Linked DNA regions of Sus scrofa: all the other regions are linked to region 4. A link is a contact called in public Hi-C data. All regions are on one chromosome and are shown on one strand. The core of a region is the stretch at or near the end of the contact, and the rest is flanking DNA. Distances in the headings are between cores, read along the strand shown. Region 1 holds the start of C14H10orf107. Region 2 overlaps ARID5B (AT-rich interactive domain-containing protein 5B). Region 3 overlaps ARID5B (AT-rich interactive domain-containing protein 5B). Region 4 holds the start of ARID5B (AT-rich interactive domain-containing protein 5B).

Evidence for each region. Hi-C and Micro-C count contacts between places; a contact is called where the count stands out from the background.
Region 1: a Hi-C map of embryonic fibroblasts shows a contact between it and region 4, with 2.1 times the contacts expected there. The contact joins the promoter of C14H10orf107 here to the promoter of ARID5B in region 4. A contact is called at or near these places in 1 of 5 promoter capture datasets (liver) and 7 of 47 Hi-C or Micro-C datasets (brain, embryonic fibroblasts, fibroblasts and 2 more).
Region 2: a Hi-C map of skeletal muscle shows a contact between it and region 4, with 4 times the contacts expected there. The contact joins the enhancer-like site here to the promoter of ARID5B in region 4. A contact is called at or near these places in 1 of 5 promoter capture datasets (liver), 7 of 47 Hi-C or Micro-C datasets (embryonic fibroblasts, heart right ventricle, mesenteric adipose tissue and 3 more) and 2 of 2 datasets of contacts at active chromatin or transcription factors (alveolar macrophages and skeletal muscle).
Region 3: a Hi-C map of liver shows a contact between it and region 4, with 3 times the contacts expected there. The contact joins the enhancer-like site here to the promoter of ARID5B in region 4. A contact is called at or near these places in 1 of 5 promoter capture datasets (liver), 18 of 47 Hi-C or Micro-C datasets (adipocytes, alveolar macrophages, blood and 10 more) and 2 of 2 datasets of contacts at active chromatin or transcription factors (alveolar macrophages and skeletal muscle).

Annotation. Positions count from the first base shown.
Region 1 is chr14:65,151,318-65,154,605 of Sscrofa11.1, forward strand. C14H10orf107 reads left to right here and starts at 1,596. Exons shown (of 8, transcript XM_001924770.4): 1 at 1,596-1,720. The coding sequence starts at 1,640. LOC102159881 (a long non-coding RNA gene) reads right to left here and starts at 1,428. Exons shown (of 2, transcript XR_307570.3): 1 at 1,302-1,428; 2 at 1,009-1,213.
Region 2 is chr14:65,584,661-65,587,832 of Sscrofa11.1, forward strand. All of the region lies in intron 8 of ARID5B (AT-rich interactive domain-containing protein 5B), which reads left to right. Among named protein-coding and RNA genes, the nearest start is that of MIR9836, 160 kb to the right of the region's middle. Within about 2 kb of position 1,636, at least 43 of the 83 cell types and tissues checked have an H3K27ac peak or open chromatin away from gene starts, as enhancers often do. A contact at or near this core is called in alveolar macrophages, embryonic fibroblasts, liver and 4 more, where this site is marked.
Region 3 is chr14:65,552,473-65,555,639 of Sscrofa11.1, forward strand. ARID5B (AT-rich interactive domain-containing protein 5B) reads left to right here. Exons shown (of 10, transcript XM_021072755.1): 5 at 1,148-1,260. Among named protein-coding and RNA genes, the nearest start is that of ARID5B, 150 kb to the left of the region's middle. Within about 2 kb of position 1,594, at least 21 of the 83 cell types and tissues checked have an H3K27ac peak or open chromatin away from gene starts, as enhancers often do. A contact at or near this core is called in alveolar macrophages, liver, omental adipose tissue and 1 more, where this site is marked.
Region 4 is chr14:65,407,118-65,410,253 of Sscrofa11.1, forward strand. ARID5B (AT-rich interactive domain-containing protein 5B) reads left to right here and starts at 1,486. Exons shown (of 10, transcript XM_021072755.1): 1 at 1,486-1,981; 2 at 2,412-2,666. The coding sequence starts at 1,961.

The DNA of each region.
Region 1 (3,288 bases), core at 346-2,845, 260 kb before region 4:
TCTTTAATGGAATCCTCCATCTAGTGCTGGGGCCCAAAACCAAAAAGGGGTGAAGAAAATGTAAAAAACTATCAAAGAAATGGCAGAACAATGAAAGGGCAGAACAATAAATCAGACCTTTGAGAAACCTAGAACTATAGTTTAGAGAAATAAATGCTTTAGCAATTTACCAAAGGCTGAATTCGAAGAATGTGAAGGGTTCTTAGCAGAAGGTGACCAGTTGTTCTCAATTTCTTTGAAGTAGTGATCAGAAGGAAATAGTCAAATATTTAAGCATTGTAATGAGTTTGTAAGGTGGTAGCTCCTGTATTAACTCTGGCAATCACTAGAAATGGACTATATTTTCACTAATTGAGGAGGTTCTAATGTAGCCCTTTTAAAATGGAGTTGGAAGTCATAAACTCATAGTTGAGTGAATACTCTGAACTAAGAACTAAACCAGTTTCTTTAGGAGTGAAATCAAGGTACGGAGTACTCTACAATCCACTTAAAAGATTGGCCAAACATATACAAAAGTAGAGACAAATCATGAACACCAGGTGACAGTACAAATTGCATAATCTTAACAGTACCACTGGAAATGGCACAATTAGCATGAGGTTATGCAAAGCTAAAGTGATTTGGTCTGAAAAGCAGTAGGCAAATATAAAAAAAGGGCCACAATGGAAATACAATTTTGGCAAATGTTGGACAAGCTGGACGAAAGTCAAGAGAAACGTACAAACCGATCCTAATCCTAATATCTAACTACAGGTACCAGACATTATTCTAAACACTCCTGTATATTAACATGGTAAATCCTCCCAGTAATGCTATGAGGCAAACGTTGTTATTATTTCATTTTACAGATGGGGAAAGTGAAGCACTTACATAATGTCTGATCTTTGCACTAAGCTTCCTGCAATAGCAAGCAACCCGCAAGCAGGTTAATACAAGCAAAGAGCATTTCATTATCAAAGCAAGTATTACCACTCAGAGAAGAACATTCGTACTATTACTAAACACATTGTTTTTCAACATTTTTATTATGGAAAAATTCAATACAAAATAGGAAGAATGGTATAATGATCACCCACCCCCATGTACCCAATCTTGATTCTTCTAATCCATGCCCCACCTCTCATTATTCTGGAATTAATCGCACATTTTATCACTTCATCATCACTAAATCTTGCAGAATGTTATCTCTAGACGATAAAAGCATTTCTTCCTCCTAAACAGGAGAGTAATATCACACCTTAAAATGACAATTCCTCAATAGCAAATATCAATCAATGGTCAATTCCAATAATATACCTCACTTTAATACTTATTGAGAACTTGATTAGTGTTAGCATTAGACACCGCCACGAGTTCGTTTACATTGCTTTTTTTTTTCCTTTTTTTCATTCTTACTGAAAAGGAGAATTCGTACTCCAGGATTCAAAGCCCCGCCGCGGGCCTTCCCAGCAGAGCGCCTCGCAGCGGCCCGGTCGGCCTGGCCTCGGGCTCCCACCGCCCGACCCCAGCCCTTTCCCAGGTGAGGACCCGGCTCCGGACCCGGAAGACGCTCTGCGTGTGTCTCCGTTCCCCAGCCCAGTGACCCCGGCCCCGCCCCGGTTGCCTAGGTGACGAGGGGCCGCGGCGCTCTGGCGGGATCATGGCGACGTCTGTGGGAACGACTCCCGGGGGAACGACCCCCGCCGGGATGATTCCGGCGGGAACCACGCCCGAGTCGGAGGTACGCCGCCCCTGCCCGGTATCCATGACCCTCTGAACAACCACCCCTGCCTGCGGGGTCTGCAGCCGAGGCCGGTCCCGGGGAGGCGCCCCACGCCCGGATTCTGTGCGCGGCCCCGAGTGGCGGCAGTTTTGGGAGCGGGTCCGCGGCGACGCGGGCCCCAGGGAGTGAGACGGGGTCCGGGAGCCACCGCCCCGCGCTGCCCGAGCCCTGTAGCTACGGGGTCCGCGTCTCGTCTATCTGTCCTCACATAAGAAATTCCCCCATTGGACGGTTCCTTGCCTATAAAGATGCCACAGTACGCGCTTCTCCCCCGGATTCTCAGCACTTAAAAGGGAATTTTGGAAATTTAAAATGGGCCCATCTCTTTTGGAAATCTATAATTCTTTTAAAATGATTACAGTTCCAGTTGCTGAAAAGCTGTCATGGAATAGCAACTGCGCATTGGTAGTGGACTGATTAATATCTGAGGGTCAGAACTTTTAGTGTTTCCTTATTATTTTACAATTTCTCTAAATAAATAAATATATGACCGGGGATGGAACAAAGGAGAAACGCCTGGAAAATTCGACCTTCCGGTTATGGCGTGGTTGCTGATCATCACCTTGTCTTTAGGAAAATTATTTAACGTCCTTGGGCTCCAGTGAATTTCCTGTGTAATATAAAGATTTCTTCTCAGGCCCCTCCCATCACCAGCTCTCAGTAATAAATGGGTTCTAGGTAACGAATTACTTATAAACTTAGTATCCTGAGATTTTAATTAAGAATGTATCTGCTATGCCAGATATTACTAAAAATGTTTAAATCTTCACATGAGTTAATCATGTTCTCCAAGAAGTTTTTTCTTCATTTTTTTTATGATTCTGAAGGTGAATAATAATGTTATAATTAATATTGCTGGCTTTATTACTTAGTCTAAGTAACATTTTTTTTTTTTTTGGTCCAGAAGATAAATATTAGCTGCAATTTTATAAATGAGGAAACAGCCAATAATTCAGTGCCTTACCCAGAGATACTGAAGTCACCCCCAACAGGTTCTTCCCAATTCTATAAATGCAGACTTCTAAAGCTTGCTGACTCTCCTATGAGCCTTTTGAAATTAGCATACATTAAAAATACATTTTAATGTGATAAACTGGTTACTAAGCCAGTTACTCCCTTGTGATCTCTAATGTAAGTAATACAATTTCAAAAGTGGCTTCGGAAATTTCCCAATTAAATCGTGTTATTTAAATATGTGCAAAAACTTACTTTATGTACAGTTGTCAGTGTACATCTGACATGTATACATATCCATGTAGATAATGTCCTTTATGAGAAAGACTGATAATTTGGGATTAATGAATGTGCATTTCAAAAAAAAACCCAATTTTTTTTTTTTAAGATTAGAAGTGCCATGTTCCAGGAAAAAAATAAAATAAAATCACTTTAATAATGGATGAGTCAAAGGAATGAGCCAGCTATAGACCTTAAGTGATTATCTGCCATTTTAGCACTGTCAGTGGGCACATTTGTAAACTTCTTGGAGGAGCAGGTATTTCCCATGACAGTCAATTCTGGACATGCTT
Region 2 (3,172 bases), core at 386-2,885, 180 kb after region 4:
TGCAAGCATTAATCAATACAGGAGACATTAGTGGTTACTCGTTCTGATGAGATTTGACATTATTTTTCCTCTGCCTGTGGGGAGGGGAGGAGGATGTTGCCTAATAAAGATGAAGGGTCTTTGCTTCTTTTGTATGAAATGCAAATGATGAGGACGTGTGCAATATACATTTCTCAAATGTGAGGCTGCTGCTTTTTGTTGAGAGAGAGGCAAGGCCCTGGAGGATTTTAGAATTTGTAAATATAAAATTATCTGCCTTCATGTTTAAAAAAAATAATAAAAGGGAGAAAGACTTGGCAGGTTGCCAGATTACTTACATTACAGTAATAGATTTGCTGACCTCTGACTTCTGCTGTAGAGAAATGTATTGAATTTTTCATAATATCAGATGAGGCAGATCTAAAAACCTAGTATACTGAGCACCATTATTTAACTTGAGATTTAACAAAGCCGAAATCTTTTCAAACCAGCAATTTCTTGTATGATGATAATTTAGTGGCTCAGACACTAATAAATCAAGGTTATAATGCCATTGATTTGTTAATTTTAACTTGGGTTGATTTTAAGTCATCTTTATTTAAAAAAAAAATAAAAGGAGGAGGAGGAAGAGGAGAAAAAAAATCTTGCTTTTCACAGTGACTGAATTTAATAAGAATCTCCGTGATAGCAAAAGGCTCCCCTACTGTTTCTGCTTTGGGGTGGAAAATGTTATTCTTGTATTATTCCTAGGGAAAAATAAAATCTCATGCTGCTACAAATCTTACGCCTATGGAAAGATATTTTTTTTTTTAATACATGATGGCTTACCTATTTCAGATCCATTAATGGCATCATAAATAAGCATTTTGCTAATCTGAAATGTGAAATCAGGATAATAGTAAAGGCCCATTTATCTACCCAGCTTTCAATGCACCGACTACATGTAGATGTAGGGGGTGCGGGGGGAGCTCTCTGGATTTTCTAATGAATATATTGCTTCTCTTCCCCATCACTTCCATCCACCAGAAATCCACACCACATTCTAAAGAGTTGCAGCCCATTGAAAATATTTCTCCTGGGTAATTAGTTCTTAGGGGCTGGGGTGCATTATTTGCTTTTATCTGTACAGTTTAGAAGCTGATTAAATCTTTGTTGTACTACAAATATTTGAGGAATAGTCATCTGCAAGGCACAGTCATGTTGCTTTAGACTAAATTCTTTATGCAATACAATGCTTCCTGCGTTGGGCCATGTTGACCTTAGGTTGGCTAACCTGTCTTTAGTGGTATCGCGTGTACGTTAAATGTTGAAATGTTCAGAAACCCGTAATAGCTCTCGTCCTCTTGTACTGTAAAAACTTCTAATAATCAGATGATAAGATCATATCCTGTGGGGTAATTGTGTTGTACCGTGACAGGATAACTGAAAAAACATTCAGTGAAAATCGCACTGAACGGAAATCACTACATGAACAGCGATTGTTCAGCTGGGTGAGACCACGCTCAATTCTTCAGGGCTTAGCTGGTCATATTTCTACTTGTTTCCTTTTAGCTGCTGCCTTTCTTGTTTTATTTTGGGAGCCTTTTTTTCCCTGAGCCACTATAATTATCTTTCAGTGATTTAGAAGGGGAAAAAAAAACACTCAATTGACCTTTACACACACACACAGACTACACACTCACTCACTCACAAGCACACTCCCTCTGGAAGCCTTGAACAAGCAGGGTTTGTGTTTGGATTCAGTTTTACCTTAGTCATGCCTCTTTCCAGATACAAGAAACATTTAATTCCAGATTTCCTGCTTCTGGCTTTAGGCCTTTGACCAGCAAAGTGAAATGTATTTTTTACTGCTGTCGGCCAGCCAGCTGCTGAGTTGAGTGAAGGGAAGGGGAAAAAAAAAAAAAAAAAAAAAGAAGGAAAGGAAAAGAATAGAAATGTTGCCCTACCTCTTGAACTTGCACAACTGTCTAAGAAATTCAATTTTCCTTAGCACCCATCTAGAAAGCTGGCTTGGCCCAGGGCTGTCAGGACCTGGTGGCCCTCCCACCCCCGTCCTCTGCTTCCTCTCACCCCCTTGCCAGGGGGGTGATGTCGTCGTCCTTTTTGCTGAAAGGAGCCCCTCATGGTGTCACCATGTAGATTAGAGAATAGAGTTGGATGGAGGGCGGTGCCAACAGACAGTAACCACTGGAATACCCAGACTTCAATGCTTGAGCGGTTCTCATGGCAACCAAACAAAAGTACAACAAACCTATCTGTCCTAACAATAAAAAGAGGTTTTCCTCAAAGTCAGTTTAAAATAGTTTTTTTCTAATTTGAAATAGTCAATGCATTTTACTCTGGGACAGAAATCCCCAACCTGCCACTGTTGAAGGGGATAAAGTCCCTGGCAGAACCATGCACATCAAAGCAATTAGGGGGGAATGTTGGGGACTTTACAGATGAGACAGAATACATTCAAGTATGAACAGGATTGCTTTTTTTTTCTCTCTTCTGCTTAGTTATGCTTTTTATTACATAAACAGTAACTGTAATATTACAGTGGGAAGCAGGTATTTGGCAGCCATATATTATTTTAGTAAGTCTACATAGAGAGAACAGTTTCCAGTTTTAGCAGCTGTAACATGTTTAAACTCAGTTTGTAATGGGATCTGAAGATAACTATTCCCCATGGGCTGTGCTGATCTTCACGGCTGGCCCACTGCCAGATGCAGGGCTCGAAACTATTATTCACGCCTCCTTGCACATACCTTGTCCGAGCATGCTCAGTAAGTGAGTGTTGTTTCTAAGATGCTATAAATTGGGATTTGATTTTCCCATAATTTACTTGGTCTTTTATTAAAGAGGAGACTATTTTGATCACAACTGTCCCCACGTCTGTACTCACAAACCTGAACAGTTGTGTATTTGTAAGCAGTTGAGATCCAAATTGCCTAGTTAGAAACCAATTTTAGGATAGCCAACAATTGCCCAAACCAAAGGCAGTTTTGCTTGGGAGTCTCCATTTAAAAATAATTAGGGTTCCCAATATTTGAACAGATTTATGTTGTTTATAAGCCAAGTACATTTTCTTCATTGAGTCAACTTGTCTTATTTAAAACAAATTATGTTTGCTCTATTAAAGTTCATATTTTTAAGGCTGAGTCTTGTATTAATCCCACAGTGAGTCATTAATCATACCAAATGCATTATA
Region 3 (3,167 bases), core at 344-2,843, 150 kb after region 4:
AACTTTTGTCTGATTGTAAAGACAGAGCTGCTTTCCTGGGCTGTGTCAACAGCTAAACTGTTATCCGCAGTAGGAAATCAAATTAGTGGGATTAATTGCGTTTGTAAGTTGAGTACAATGTAAAATGTCCTAAAACCACTGGTTAACCGGTGGTTATAAGTAACAGCAACAATTAAGAGGGTTCGAGTTGTTCGGATTTTCCATGGTCATAATCATACCTTAAAGTAATAAAAAGTGGGGGTACTTTAAAAAGTCCTAAAGAAATTGCTTGGGGTATAATTCATTAATTTGGAATTCTTCAAGGGCTAGTCAGTTGGTTTGTTTGCATTTTGTTTGACTTGGATGATGGGTGAAATTGAATGTAGCACTCAATAAACAGCAGCCTTTCCCCCGCAACTCCTTTCTGTAAGGCTCTTAAAGGGATTCAAGCTCAGTATCCAAGATAAAATTAACTTTGCTTTGGGTCTTGTCTGTGGCTTTTAAAAAGTTATAATCTCCACGGAATCAAGCTAACTCCTGTTGTGTGATCTTTGGAATTTATTTTAAATAACCCCCAAGATCTTCCTTAAAACTATATAGATATTGAAAATGAGAAGAGAGCATGCTGATTTACATGTACCTGCCAGATTCACAGAGATTTGAAACATGCTGGTCACGACGTTATTAGTAAATGCATGTAATATTTTTCAAATTGTTATTGTGAATTCCTCTCTCTCATAATTTGAGAAAACGCTCACGTCTCCACTTTCCAAGAGAGATGTTTTCAAACGTTACATTACTTTGATACCATAATGGGCTGGCATTATCATTTAGGTTTCTAAAAAGAAGATACAAAACAAAAAGCAAAGAAGGAGCCTGGCTAAGGGCTGTCTTTTCTAACACTGGGGAAGTGCGTTTTCCTTATCAACATCCTTTAAAACTAAGGGCTTCGTTATATTTATGTCAATTAGACATGTTCAAGTGTCATAGCTTGGCTTTGGGAAACATGGACAGAAGTGTAGTGTCCATCGAGATCTTGGGGGAGGGAGGCTACCCCAGATGTGGACATGTCTCTGAACAATTAAAGGGCGCCACTGTAGTAAGATTCTTGGTTTGTAGTGAGGAAGCTAATGAGAATGTCTCTCAATTGTTCTCCATTTGTTTCCAGCGCCAAATCTTAAAGGCAGACCACGCAAAAAGAAACCATGCCCGCAGAGGAGAGATTCATTCAGTGGCAGCAAAGATTCCAACAACAATTCTGATGGCAAAGCCGTTGCCAAGGTACGGTCATTCAGCTCCATGGTATTCGTTTTGGCTGCATCGTTTTTATTTTTCCCTTTTCTCTTTATCTCTCTGCTCCTGTGTCTTGGTGGCAGTTTTCAATTTAGAATCTGACTCTGGTATTTGCAGCTCTCTGCTGGGTCTGCTCCCTCTGCCACCTCCCCCACCCCCACCCCCGCCCCCCAGGGGTGGGGGAGGTGGCAGGGGGAGGGGCAGTGTGGGCATTCTGATTAGTCAACAGAAAGACTTCCCACCTCCCAGTTTGGCCTGTTGAGTAAAGGATAGATGATTAAGCGCCCACGTCATTGAGGCTGAGATTTCATAGTAGGTGACACAATGACATAGTTTACCCAGCTTGGATCAAAAATAGACCAGCTGAACCATCCTCTTTCTGAATGCATTCATCTAAATATGTTTCAGAGATTAACAGAGGACGAAATTAGAAGGGGCCAGAATTAATCTTCTAAGTTTTTTTTTTTTTTTTTTTTCAAAATCACCTCTCATTTACCTTAGAATAAAATTAAAGATCTAGAACACAATACTTAACATGTCTACCTATACTCATATATACATTTATTTGGTTTTAAAGATGATTCTTAATGCAGAGTGAAAGTCCAAATGCTAAGACTCTTTTTTCAGGACTCGGGGCTATTTTGCCTAAGCATTCTTTGGAATCTTGGAAGTCCATGCCTGAAGTATTTAGCACCATGAGGGGTGAAGTGTCACTTCATATTTTTAGGCTTATCTTTTTAAATTTTGTGGGCTTGGATCGTATTTCCATGGTTCCGTTTAAGGGGTGTTTGTGTTGAGGTGTTGTTTCTGTGCCAAAGACAGCAGTAGCCCTTTTAGGACCTGAACTGAAGCCCGGATTTCAACTGACACCACGTTTCCAGATCCAAGAACTAAACTTATGAAAATGGGAGCATTATCGGTGAATTTGCAAGATGCGGATGTAGAAAAGCACCAATTCAGTTCTGTGTCGACAGTCTGCCACGTCCTCCCAGAGTAAAGAAGCAAATCCCAGACTACCTTTCTTACCTTCAAGAATGATTGTTTCACAAGGAAGTTCTGAGCGCTTTCTGGTTAAAACTTCTTGTGCTTCCAAGATTGCAAGGGGTAAAAAGAGATCAACCAGTAGCCATGTATGTTTACTGGTTAAAAACAAATCTGTTTTTCTCTAAAGTTATTTTTGTTTTGTCCCTTTAATCTTCTGCGAGTGAGTCTGTGTGGACACCAAGAATGACATTTTCTAGGAACCTGGACATCTTGGCCCTAGAACTACCTGTCTAGGGCTTTGGCTTCTGTGGTCTTGAAGGATGTCAGCTGGAACCGTTTATTCCCTATGCCATGGCTTGCAGGATACTACAGAATGGAGCGAGATGGTTTCAGGATTGGAGCCTTCAGCAGAGCTTGTACTGACAATGTCTTGTGTTGGCGCCCTGCCCCATACCTCTCAGGTGACTTCATCTGTTTTTCCCAGCATGTTCTGTACCTGAGCCCAGCAGGATGAAGCTCCTTTTTGTGTCATCTGGAGTCACCATCAAAGTATGCCCTGGGAGTTTTACAAAATTCAGACAACTGATCAATAAGCACAGCACCTCTAACCTCCCTCTCTGTGGAAGGCCATTTAGATCTCATACAAGGACCCACAAAACTGAAGACAACTGGACTCTGTCCTGTATCTGCTGTTTCTGGATGTTTTCTTCATAGGAGGGACAGTAGCCAAGCCTGGGTTTTCTAAAAGATCCTTTCTACCCCGTCTGCACCAGCGCTGCCATTCAGAATCTTTACTGGGAGGATCATCCTTCCATCACTGGTTTCCATGGTGAGTAGGTGAATGTTGCTCAGCGGTCAGCTCCTGGGGACTGGTCTAGATGCCCGGTTCATCTTGGAGCCTTGGATTACAG
Region 4 (3,136 bases), core at 236-2,735:
ATTGTAATTGGAGGATCTGCCATTTTCTTTCGTTTATCTCTGTGTGTATAGAAACGAGATAGATCTTGCCTTTTATTACTTCCCCATGTTCTGAATCAAAAATGTGGTTTAGATAATGTTAAGTGCCCTAATTCTTACTGCATCGGACTCAGACGTTATGAAAAGGCATAAAAATACACAGAGAGGGTCTTTCCACCTCAAGTCACTGAATATGAGGCATTTGTGCTCTGCCGGGTGTATTAACTTCAGCCATGTGAATATAATTTTCATTAAAGTAATCCTGTTTCAACTAGATGCTGTGACTAGAGGTGAAACGTTGCGAAAGCGTTAAAAATAGCTTACTAGTAATTTCAACATCCTGTAATTTTATCACAGATCAAGTTTCAACTGTCATACTATAACAGACCTTATTCCCCATATAGTACATGTTTACTTTTTTAGCATGCCAGACCCACTTTGGAAAGATTGGTGCCAATATAATAAAATCGGAGGCGGGGGGGGGGTATACTGAAAGGAGTGGGAGGAGAGCCGAGAAGGGGGTGGGGGAGCGTGGGGGAAGCGAGTACACCATTTTACATCAACACTGCGAAAATGCAATCTAGCCTGGCGGAGGACCGGCAGCTGGGTCGGAGCGAGCGAGGGCTTTGCAGTCTCTGCCTGTTCCTTGTTCTGTCGCTCTTAAGTTTCTCTGTGTTTGCATAATAGCCGTGCATGCAAACCTCGCAATGCTCCAGGGCTCCAGAACAATAAATATACACATTTAAAGCCTTTATTGTCTTACGGTTCATGCCCCCGGTTTTCAACAGCTTAATTTCTGGTTGTATTTAACTAGTTTGCAAATGGATTTTTTCAGTTTCAAACTATTATTGAGGAAGCTCCCCTCCCTTTTTTGGCGGGGGAGGGGTTGGGGGTGGGGTAGGAGTCGGTATATTATTCCTGTAGCGCTGGGTTATATAAACACATTATCATTTGAGAGCGCCCTTGGCGTCCATCAGCATTGTAAACACGTACTAGTGTATATACTTCAAAATTAAAGAATGCACACGCAGAACCGGGAGCCTGAATTCATATTCCGAGCAGACTCGCTGCTCGCATTTATTGATTTATCATGCATCGTTTATTGTTCCAGTCCCTAAATGCAGTCGCTGTCCGTTCAATATTGTTTGCAAAATCCTGAAATGTGTGTGCACTGCTCACTTGTCTTTCTGTTTTTTTTTTTTTTTGCTGAGTGTTTTTTTTTGCGAAGCGAACAAATGCATTAATATTTATATGTTTATATAATCGATAACCCACTTTTCTCTTCCATGTAAATAGGCATCAAAAGATAATTTAACAGATTAGTTCTCGAAAACATGGCAGTGAGGAAGCGTAATTTAACTATCAAACAAATCTACATGTCTAATAACAGCAAATCTGCTAAGGAGCATTAGAAAGAGGAGCAGCGCCCCGGAATCTCTGCAGGAAATGTTCTTTATATTAGACATATACAAGCAGGTCCTGTCAGATGCACAGCGGAGCTCGCTACCTCTTGTCTCCTCCAAAAAATCTCACCAAACGATACCCCTAGACAAGGGAGACAGAGAAGAGGGAGATCTCATCTTTGCACAATTTAAGAGTAGATTTTATTTTTACAAACCTTCCTATATGTTTTTTGCCTTGATCCATCCGCTTCCCGCCGAGATTGGACGGAGCCTTTCTCCCGATTATGAATTTGATCAACCCACATTTGGAAGGAACCCTACACAGTTCTGACAGGAGCTGAAAATTGAGTCGTCAGAGAAATATTAGGACATATTTTCAATCATTTTGGTGCTGGGGGGGAGGCAAGGGCTTAGTTTTATATTGAGACATTACGCCAGCTGAAGGCAGAGAATGTTTTTCCCTGCCAGGACCTGATGCAATCCATTCAAGCCAACAAGTTTGGAGAGAATGTTGAGTTCAATCAATTCAGAACGTCGAGATGGAGCCCAACTCACTCCAGGTATTTCGCTCTTCTCCGCTCCTCCGATCCCGGCACCCCCCCGGCACCCCCCAGGCCCCCAGCTTACCCACACCTCTGCACCCACCCACACCCCCCACAAACTTTTCACCAAACTTTTACCCTCTGCATCCCCCCAAATCATTTTTATTGTTTAAAAAAATCCCTGCACCGATCATACATACATAATGTAATTTTACCTCCTCAGATGGAGAGGTAGGGAGAGGTGGCGGGGGGGGGGGGGGGCTGAGGGTTTTTTTTTTTTCTTTTAAGGGAGGCAGAAATTTTGTGGGCTCTATTATTTTCCACCCAGCTTTATATCTGTTGCCTCTTCTGTATTAAGAGTGTGGATGTCTGTGTGTAAATATGTCTGGGAATAGACGTTTGTGCTCTGATGGCTACATTATTTATTTGGTGCTTTTTTCCCCTGCAGTGGGTCGGCTCACCGTGTGGCTTGCACGGACCTTACATTTTCTACAAGGCTTTTCAATTCCACCTTGAAGGCAAACCAAGAATTTTGTCCCTTGGCGACTTTTTCTTTGTAAGATGTACGCCAAAGGATCCGATTTGCATAGCGGAGCTCCAGCTGTTGTGGGAAGAGAGGACCAGCCGGCAACTTTTATCCAGCTCTAAACTTTATTTCCTCCCAGAAGACACTCCCCAGGGCAGAAATAGCGACCATGGCGAGGTGGTAAACTTATATCTCCCTTTCTTCTTCCTTTATTATTTTTCCCCCAGTAATGCTTATTACAGGGCAAGCTTGAAAATACTGTATTCACTTCTGCAGGCGAGCAGGATCGACTCCTTTTTTAAAGGGGTAGCGCCACTAGCTGGGGCTCGAGTATTTTGCCATTGTCAGAGTTTGGCTGTCAGCTTTACAAAGAGGATCCAACTGCTGATTTTAGTCAAGATCAAATAACTTGTTCGAGAAGGGTTTTGTTCAAGGATGTGTGTGCGCGTGTGTGTGTGTGTGTGTGTGAGAGAGAGAGAGAGAGAGAGATCGTTCGCTCTCCTGCTACTGCTGCCTGAACATCACATGCTTTTTATGTTTTTTGCCTTTGAAAATTTACCTTCGCGTCTGGCTGGGTCGGGGAATGGGTGGATTTCTTTCGGTAGGTTTCGATATTGTTCACGTTTTAATTTTTTTTTAAAGTAAGT